Regions from separate parts of the Sus scrofa genome. Here region 1 is linked to region 2. The links are chromatin contacts, called in public promoter capture Hi-C maps. All regions are on one chromosome and are shown on one strand. The core of a region is the stretch at or near the end of the contact, and the rest is flanking DNA. Distances in the headings are between cores, read along the strand shown. Region 1 holds the start of LOC110261664 (histone H3.1). Region 2 holds the start of LOC110261671 (histone H2B type 1-H-like).

Region 1 (5,012 bases), core at 268-2,767, 50 kb after region 2:
ATGTCCCCCATTTCTTGTTTTTAGGAAATGGGCCTCATTCAGCCTCCCTGGCCTTCCTTTAATTCCAAGGGGGCAGGTTCAGACCATTGCTGATCAGGGAAGAAACGGGATGCAAAGACAAGGGAGCCAGTCAAGCAACAACAGCACAGCCTTGGTGGAGTCCTGGTTCCCTCTCAAGGGATACACATAACGCTGGAGGCATCTTATACACCTAAGAGAAAATTATATTCCTTATACTTCTTTTAGAAATGAAGACTTTAAAACTGAACAGCTTGGAGCCCTTCCTTGTGCTTCTCCCTCATTGTATTGCACCCTAAATACAATCACCTGTAAGCAAAGATTAGGTACCCTGAGCACAATTGCCTGTGGCTGAAGATTATTAGCACGTGATGTATTTCAGGAACTTTCCTAATTTGCTTTAATCCCTGATTAATATATGCCCTTTTTGCAAGTATTGCACCAGGATCTTGTCAAGATCTCCTGATGCCAGGTTCTGTTATGGTCACAAAGATTCCCCCAAAGAAAGTACACCTGTTTGCCCCAATCCTGATTCCTTTCTGAAACCCTGTTTTTCTCCTTAGAGTCTATAAAACCCTCAGCAATTCTTCCCCAAGGGAGGGCAGTCTTTAGGGCAATAGCTTGCTGTGGCCTTCTTTGCCTGGTAAAATCTTAAAAGCTATTTCTTCTTCACCCAAAACTTTCTCCGCCTTTCTACTTGGCACCGGTGAAGAGAGGCCAAACTTAGCAACACTTTGTGAAATCCTTAGCTCGATTTTTCAGGGTACAAGCAAACACTGTTGCCTTTAAATTTTCAAGACTTTTAAATTTTATCTTTGAATAGTAAAGGAATCATGGTATTATATTGCCTTGGCAAATACTTAGCCTAGTTTGAGTGACAAAAAACGGCGAATCTCGCGTTAGAAACCTTTCCTCACCCCATCCCCCATTTACTAAAGACCGAAGCAAGCGTAACAGCCACTCTCAGTGAGAACAGAAAGTGGCTCTTAAAAGAGCCTTTTGGGAGGGAGAAAGCGAATACGTCCAAGGCAAATTAGGAAGGACAACTTTACGCCCTCTCCCCGCGGATGCGGCGAGCCAGCTGGATGTCCTTGGGCATGATGGTGACGCGCTTGGCGTGGATGGCGCACAGGTTGGTGTCCTCGAAGAGCCCCACCAGGTAGGCCTCGCACGCCTCCTGCAGCGCCATCACGGCCGAGCTCTGGAAGCGCAGGTCCGTCTTGAAGTCCTGCGCGATCTCGCGCACCAGCCGCTGGAACGGCAGCTTGCGGATCAGCAGCTCCGTGGACTTCTGGTAGCGCCGGATCTCGCGCAGGGCCACCGTGCCGGGCCGGTAGCGGTGCGGCTTCTTCACGCCGCCGGTGGCGGGCGCGCTCTTGCGGGCCGCCTTGGTGGCCAGCTGCTTGCGCGGCGCCTTGCCGCCGGTGGACTTGCGAGCGGTCTGCTTGGTACGAGCCATAGAGAGAGATCTGACGCCGCGAAAGAAGCAATGGAGAACTGATGCCAGGACCAGACTTTATAGTCATGATCCAATCCTGATTGGTCAGAACTGTTGCAGGAGTAACCTGATTGGTTTTTGGTCCAATCTTCGTTTGGTTCTTACTGCCTCTAAAAAGGTTTTACTTTCCGTAATGTTTTTAACTTTCTATTTTTACAGTAAGGAATTATAGCTGTACTCTCCTGTCTGAGTTTACGGTTTTCGACCCAAACGTTAAGATTTCACCAGAGGAGAAAGGGAATTTGATCCACAATTTGTGGCGGTCAGCGCCTAAATTTTTATAAAAGAAATGCATTTTCAGTGGAGACCCCCCCCTTACAGATTGATATGGGAGAAAATTAGAGCAGAATAATGTATTCATCATTTTCTCTAAAAAGTAGTTCCATTTCACTACATCAAAATCTGTTTTTAATGAATGTACCAAATAATTCAAAGTAAAGTCAATATACACTCTCGCACCTGAACACAGAACTGGGCTACAGCGTTGTGTAGGGAAGGGAGGATACTTGATGTGGGCTTGACTAAATACTAGTGATTATCTCAACTCATTAATGGGTTGTGATGCAATTAAACGGCTGATTGGACTTTAACATGTAAATTGTGTACTTATCAGCAGGCCTGAGGGAAGAGAGGTTTACACTGACTAGTGATTAGGTGTTTTCCTATAAATGCTCTTTCGAAAAGAGCTTTTGAGTGTGGAGTTTTAGTTGGCCAATGGACCACTGGGTTCCAGTGAGACAAATTTTAAAAATGGTTTAGTACATTTGCTGGAGCAAGTAATCACCCCAAATGCGTCCCGGGGAGACAATAAAGGCGGGTGAGTTCATGGGTTTGCAATTGAGTAAACTTCAAACAGGCCTCTACCTTAAAAGTCAACACGTGCCTGGTCAGTTCCAAAGGAAAACTACGTTTTTTACATATTGTAAACTTAACCAGGTATTCGTGGCAGGTTTTACAAAAGTGCTCAGTTCTTCCACAGAAATGGTGGGCGGCTCTGAAAAGAGCCTTTGTTCTTTGAGGTTGAAGTATGAATTAAGGCCTTATTTGCCCTTGGCCTTGTGGTGGCTCTCGGTCTTCTTGGGCAGCAGCACCGCCTGGATGTTGGGCAGGACGCCGCCCTGAGCGATGGTGACTTTGCCCAGCAGCTTGTTGAGCTCCTCGTCGTTGCGGATGGCCAGCTGCAAGTGGCGCGGGATGATGCGCGTCTTCTTGTTATCGCGAGCCGCGTTGCCCGCCAGCTCCAGGATCTCGGCCGTCAGGTACTCCAGCACCGCCGCCAAGTACACCGGCGCCCCAGCTCCAACCCGCTCGGCATAGTTGCCCTTGCGGAGCAGGCGGTGCACTCGGCCCACCGGGAACTGGAGCCCGGCTCGCGAGGAGCGGGTCTTGGCCTTGGCGCGAGCTTTACCTCCTTGTTTCCCACGTCCGGACATGATGTAGCAACCAGAATCTACACCAGTAGTAACTAAGGAGCAAGAAGAGAAACTCACAATTTATAGCTGCAACTGGGAGCGAAAAATCCGCATTTCCATTGGCTAAGATTGCAATCCCATTTTTAAACAAGAAAAAAAAAAGCGCTTCCTAATAATGAGTGTTCTTATTGGACAATATTCACATAACGTCATCACTAGTTTTGGCCAATCAGACCTAGAACTTTACTGCATCGCGTTTGCCTGCGGATTTGTAGGTAAAAAGGATTCGACCGTCCTTGTCCTCATTTATTGTTTCTCAAGGGTTTTTTCTTTACCATGCCTGAGCCAGCTAAATCTGCCCCAGCTCCAAGAAGGGCTCCAAGAAGGCGGTGACCAGGCGCAGAAGAAGGACGGCAAGAAGCGCAGGCGCAGCCGCAAGGAGAGCTACTCAGTGTACGTGTACAAGGTGCTGAAGCAGGTCTACCCGGACACAGGCCGTGGGCATCATGAACTCTTTCGTTAACGACATCGTCGAGCGCATCACGGGCGAGGCATCGCGCCTGGCGCATTACAAAAATCGCTCGACCATTACGTTCTCGGGCATCTAGATGGACGTGCGCCAGCTGCTTCCCGGGGAGATGGCCAAACATGCTGTGTCTGAGGGCGCCAAGCCTGTCAGCAAGTACACCAGTGCCAAGTGAGCCACCCATGGCCGACCCAAAGGCTCTTTTCAGAGCCACCTACCCTTTCAGAGAAACAGGTGGTGCTGGTGCATTTGCCTATAGTTTCTCTTGCAAGAGTAAGGGGCCGGTTTGGGAGCGGAAAACTGGGTAAAAATTTAAAGGGCCCTCCTCTGAAGCTGTCTTGGCTAAGCATTTGGGCTCAGTGTCATGCAAATTTGGAATGGGTTCTTCGACGCCCTTTGAAAAAGATATTCTGTTTTGTCCTCTTACAAAAGCCAAAATTTCGCGTTTGTTTACACTTTTCAAGGAAAGTAACGTCCCCCCGTCTCTGATTGGGCAGCAGCACTGTTTGAAAAGCCCGCCATGGGCTGTGATTGGCTAGATTGTCTACTATCGGGGTTGTGAGTTTTGAAGAGATTCTTTAGAAAGTAAAATCTTACCTTGCTTCTACTGAGGGAATGGAATGCACCAGGCTCTGGAGCCAAGAGTCATAAGGGTGAAAATGAACGGTTCCGTGTTCTGTGTCTGGTTCCCATCCACTACCGAATTGGTACTGTGACATTAGCCCTGTCTATGGAGATTCTAGGTGAATTGAAACGATATAATGCAAAGTGCAACGGGAACAAAGATCAGGGAAGTAAGTTCCTTAAGGGTAAAATGTTGAACAAGGAACTCGGCAACTTGGGAAAGCGCGTTCTTCCAGTGTTTCATCAGGAGACGCTGGAAGGGAGGTAGGCCAGGACTCGCTAGGCTGGGAGAACAATTTTCTAACGGTGCTTTGAGTCAACGATTAAAAATCCTGCCATAGAAGGCGGAGAACTCAGTATTTAAGAGAAGATTGTATACTAGCATGGGCTAGCTAGGAATATTAGGAAATGGAATCTTTCAAGGCATGATCAAAAGTCCTTCACTTCCCCACTTCCCTGAATCTTTCAATAGTGCCTAAATTCTTTTTTGCAGTTCAAAGCATTAACATTCTCTGCTGCCCTGTCATCCCCTCTCACCAGAAAATGATTGCTATTGTAAATATATATATATATATTTTCCCCACTAACAGCAAGTAACAAGCTCCTACATTCACACCCTACTCCAGGCTGCAACATTTCCTGTCTTTCCCTATTGTCACTTCCCTTAAAGTTGTGGGTTTAGACTCTATCTCAGAGGAACAGTTTATCCCTGTCCCAGGTAACAAGCCTCCCGGAAGTCATGCCAACAGGTTAATGGATTGTGAAAAATATATGCGTTGTTACTCACTCCGCTAAAATGAGACTCTGTTCCCAGTTTCTGCACCTCTGACATTAGGCCTTGGGTGCCGGCAAAAGAACCCACTGACAAGATACCCTACTTGGTGGAAAGCAATCCCCTAATTTCATGCTGAACTCATTGGCATCATATTCATCC
Region 2 (4,304 bases), core at 12-2,511:
GTGACAATGCTTGATCCTTAGCCAGCTGAGCCACCACAGAATTCTATGTATTTTCAACATAGCAAGGCCGAGGCAAGGCAGGGAAGGACTAGGGTAATGGTGATTCTAAGCGTCACGGTAAGGTGCTGTGTGACATCCAGAGCATCACCAAGCCCATTAGGTTCCTTGCCCGCAGCGATGGAGTCAAGAGCACCTGGTTCCCTCTAGATATCCACCAGGCGCTGAGATTTTTTTTAAGACACCGTGATCCTGACGGCGTTAACCTACTTAAATACGCCAAGCCGAAGACTGCCTGGCTATGGACTTTGTTCCCTGAAGCACCAGAGCCAAACCCTCTATGCCCTTAGCGGCGATTCCCCTGTATCTTATATTTCCGTCAACTTGTAAAGGCTCTTTTCACGAATACTTATTTGTCTCTTAAGGAGTTAGAAAGCTCTTCAGATCACATCTTGTAGCTGGATCACTTGTTCTTTAGTTCCTGCATTTTCACAGGGCATTGTGACCTGCTGCAAAATGATGAGGGGAAGGACTGCAGTGTACAAGTTTGTAGTACCTGTACACGTAGACAGCAGAAGTCGAAAATTATAGGCTTCCAGGTGCCACTTACAGAAGGTACTAAAAATCATTTGAATCTAGGGGACTCGAGTTCCTTCCCTGAACACCTGTCAGATAAACCGCAAGTTTGGGGCAAGTGTTATTTTCAATTACCACCCAGAGCCCTACGCACTTCACCCCGCCCCTCCAAGAGACAGACAAAGCACCACAGCTCTTTTTTGAAAAAGGTTAGGTGGCTCTGAAAAGAGCCTTTGGGTTTGACACTGCCTACGAACACATTTACTTGGAGCTGGTGTACTTGGTGACAGCCTTGGTGCCCTCGGACACGGCGTGCTTGGCCAACTCCCCGGGCAGCAGCAGGCGCACGGCCGTCTGGATCTCCCGGGACGTGATGGTCGAGCGCTTGTTGTAATGCGCCAGCCGCGAGGCCTCGCCCGCGATACGCTCAAAGATGTCGTTGACGAAGAGTTCATGATGCCCATGGCCTTGGACGAGATGCCGGTGTCGGGGTGGACCTGCTTCAGCACCTTGTACACGTACACCGAGTAGCTCTCCTTGCGGCTGCGCTTGCGCTTCTTGCCGTCCTTTTTCTGCGCCTTAGTCACGGCTTTCTTGGAGCCTTTTTTGGGGGCAGGAGCGGACTTAGCTGGATCAGGCATGATGAAGTCTGGCGTTCGATGTAAAATGAACAGCCGAAGGCCAGAGAGGCGCCTCTTTAAGGGCTAGGGTTTATGCAAATGAGGTGGAAACAAGCTTTCTGGCGATTGGCTGTTACTCTCCACTGACCTCACAGATCTGTTTTACCCAATCAAGGAACGCATCCTATCTAGTCGTGTTTCCATTGGTCAAAACGAAAGTGAAACGTTAGCCAATCGTACAGCTTCCTTTTCGCGCCCTGCAGTGGCTATAAACTGTGGTTTCGGGACCTCAGACTCAGTCATCTTTGACAACTGCTGTTCAGTCTCCCAGTTATGTCTGGACGAGGAAAGCAAGGGGGTAAAGCTCGCGCCAAGGCCAAAACCCGGTCCTCACGGGCTGGCCTTCAGTTTCCGGTGGGCCGAGTGCACCGCCTGCTTCGTAAAGGCAACTATGCTGAACGGGTCGGCGCAGGTGCTCCGGTGTACCTGGCGGCGGTGCTGGAGTATCTGACCGCAGAAATCCTAGAGCTGGCGGGCAACGCAGCTCGTGACAACAAGAAGACACGCATCATCCCGCGTCACCTACAGCTGGCCATCCGCAACGACGAGGAACTCAACAAGCTGCTGGGCAAAGTTACCATCGCTCAGGGCGGTGTCCTGCCCAACATCCAGGCCGTGCTGTTGCCCAAGAAGACCGAGAGCCACCACAAAGCCAAATAAGTACTCGGCATAAAAACAACAAAACAAAAGGCTCTTTTCAGAGCCACTTCTATCATCATAAAAAGGTGACACTTGCATTTCCAATTAGCTTACCTCTTGTATTTAGCAGCCCTTGTCAACAAAATGACATTTGTGTTAGACTAGTTCAAAGGCCAATGAATCTGCAAGATTCTAGACTGACTCATGATTTAATATTGAGATGTCAAGAGTATTCTAAACTTGGTTGAAACAACGACGGTATTGGATGCTGTTAAGCTCATTCTAAGAATAATGATGAAGACAGTTGTTATTTCAAGAAATGCAGGCACAAAGTAGTGCATTTGTTTTCAATAAATTCTTATGACACGTGTCATTCGTTAAAGATACAATGTTAATAAAACACCACTTATCCCAAAGAAAATCTAACAGGGAGAAACCAAAACAAGGTGCAATGTAGCAAGAGATAAGCACAGGAATATAAAGGGAGCATAGAGGGGTAAATTCTGAGGTAACAGCTTGTTTGAGGATTAAAGGAAATTGGGAAGTAGAGGAAACTGCAGAGATTGCAGCAGAGAATAGGCATCACCAAACTCATGGCTTGTAAGTGCAGGCAAATAACAAAGTTCAATATTGGCAAATAAGGCAGAGAGAGCTGTAGGACACTTCATTGCTAATGCTAGTGTGTGGTGTGTGTGTGTGTGTGGCTAATGACTTCCAAATCTTTATGTCCCCATCTCAGATTTATCTCAAATTCAGACATGCATATTCATCTACTTTCTAAAATTCTTGTAGCTCTCTGGGAAATTAAAAATATATGTCCCAGAGTTCCCTTTATAGCTCAGAGGATTAAGGACCGAGGTCTCTGAGGATGTGGATTCCATCCCTGGCCTCACTCAGTGGGCTAAGGATCCTGGCAACTTACATTCGCCACAGGTGTGACCATAAAAAGGAAAATAAATAAATAAATAAATAATAAATAAATATTCCAGACTATCATCACCACTGCTTTCCCAGTGATTCTTTTCTTGGCATCACCATCTATTCATTAGCATGAGCCAAAATGGCCTGGTGTCTGAATATTCATTTTTGTGAGCCATTACTATAGCCAAACTCTAAGTTCCTTGTATGAGATAATGGAAGCATGTTGAAATTCCAGAAAAGAGCTTAGGTAGAAGGATAAACATCAAAGTTCAGCACATGCAGGGTTTAGAGACATGAAATTTGTGTCGCCATAATTAGAAATGTCTACATAACTAGGACTATTCATTTCCTCAAATAAATCTTCATATAATGAGAATTAAAAATTACTTCAGACAAGTATTTTGACTCCATACATCCTGGAGAGGGTGCCTTATGCAACCAGCAGAAAGAGCCATCTCTGTCAAGGGTCCTTCCTGACTTTACAGCTCTTAGTTCCCCCAACCCAGAAGGCACTGATTGCACAGTCAAGAATACCAATCTGATTAGAAATTGGCCTTAGATGGGCCTAGAGGGAGAGGGGGTACTGTGTCTGACCTGTGTCTTCCTTTATATAGTAAGGCTGATTTCTGGGAGAAACATACTTTATTTTGCTGAACGTGTTGATCCAAATTATTTTAACTAGGTAAAAATCTTAGCATCACCCTAAATTACATGTGAAAATCATGTCCTACATTTCATGAGCCCACTCACAGAGAAGTAACGAGCATGGTGGTTTAATGGTTACTGTAATCTTAACTAAAAAAGGCGTTAGGAATATTAGGAGCATAAGGAAAGTCTTCCCACTTGTGTCTAATTTGAGATAGAGAGAACACAAACATGCCGGTTTGTCATGTAGTGCCATTTTGTTTTCTGTATTCAGGAGTACAGACAATGTACTTAATAAATTGGGGCAATACCCTGTAAAAACAACTCAGTTAAGAAAGGCACTTGTAAGGAATTTACTGCCAGACCCAATCCCTGCTGGAGAACTGTAAAGTGATTTGGTATTTAAAACACAAGTCAGCCACAGGTAAAACTTGTAGCAGTAAAAATCATCAGGGAAACAGTCCTTTTCCAGTGTGCATGTGGCCGGCTCTGAAGAGTCTTTAGAGGTGGGTGGGAGGCCTTCAGGCTCAGGCCCTCTCCCCGCGGATGCGGCGAGCCAGCTGGATGTCCTTGGGCATGATGGTGACGCGCTTGGCGTGGATGGCACACAGGTTGGTGTCCTCGAAGAGCCCCACCAGGTAGGCCTCGCACGCCTCCTGCAGCGCCATCACGGCCGAGCTCTGGAAGCGCAGGTCGGTCTTGAAGTCCTGCGCGATCTCGCGCACCAGCCGCTGGAACGGCAGCTTGCGGATCAGCAGCTCCGTGGACTTCTGGTAGCGCCGGATCTCGCGCAGGGCCACCGTGCCGGGCCAGTAGCGGTGCGGCTTCTTCACGCCGCCGGTGGCG

The links. Promoter capture Hi-C pulls out the DNA fragments that hold promoters and counts their contacts.
Region 1: a promoter capture Hi-C map of fetal liver shows a contact between it and region 2, with 4 times the contacts expected there. The contact joins the promoter of LOC110261664 here to the promoter of LOC110261671 in region 2. A contact is called at or near these places in 2 of 5 promoter capture datasets (fetal liver and liver), 27 of 47 Hi-C or Micro-C datasets (adipocytes, adipose tissue, alveolar macrophages and 15 more) and 2 of 2 datasets of contacts at active chromatin or transcription factors (alveolar macrophages and skeletal muscle).

The regions. Positions count from the first base shown.
Region 1 is chr7:21,630,950-21,635,961 of Sscrofa11.1, forward strand. LOC110261664 (histone H3.1) reads right to left here and starts at 1,518. Exons shown (of 1, transcript XM_021099837.1): 1 at 1,012-1,518. The coding sequence starts at 1,477. The coding sequence ends at 1,067. LOC100622387 (histone H2A type 1) reads right to left here and starts at 2,990. Exons shown (of 1, transcript XM_003356570.4): 1 at 1,918-2,990. The coding sequence starts at 2,949. The coding sequence ends at 2,557. It also overlaps the pseudogene LOC100513549.
Region 2 is chr7:21,581,261-21,585,564 of Sscrofa11.1, forward strand. LOC110261671 (histone H2B type 1-H-like) reads right to left here and starts at 1,262. Exons shown (of 2, transcript XM_021099844.1): 1 at 1,025-1,262; 2 at 783-1,022. The coding sequence starts at 1,214. The coding sequence ends at 835. It overlaps LOC100157763 (histone H2A type 1-H), which reads left to right and starts at 1,475. Exons shown (of 1, transcript XM_001928557.5): 1 at 1,475-2,292. The coding sequence starts at 1,527. The coding sequence ends at 1,913. It also overlaps the pseudogene LOC110255230.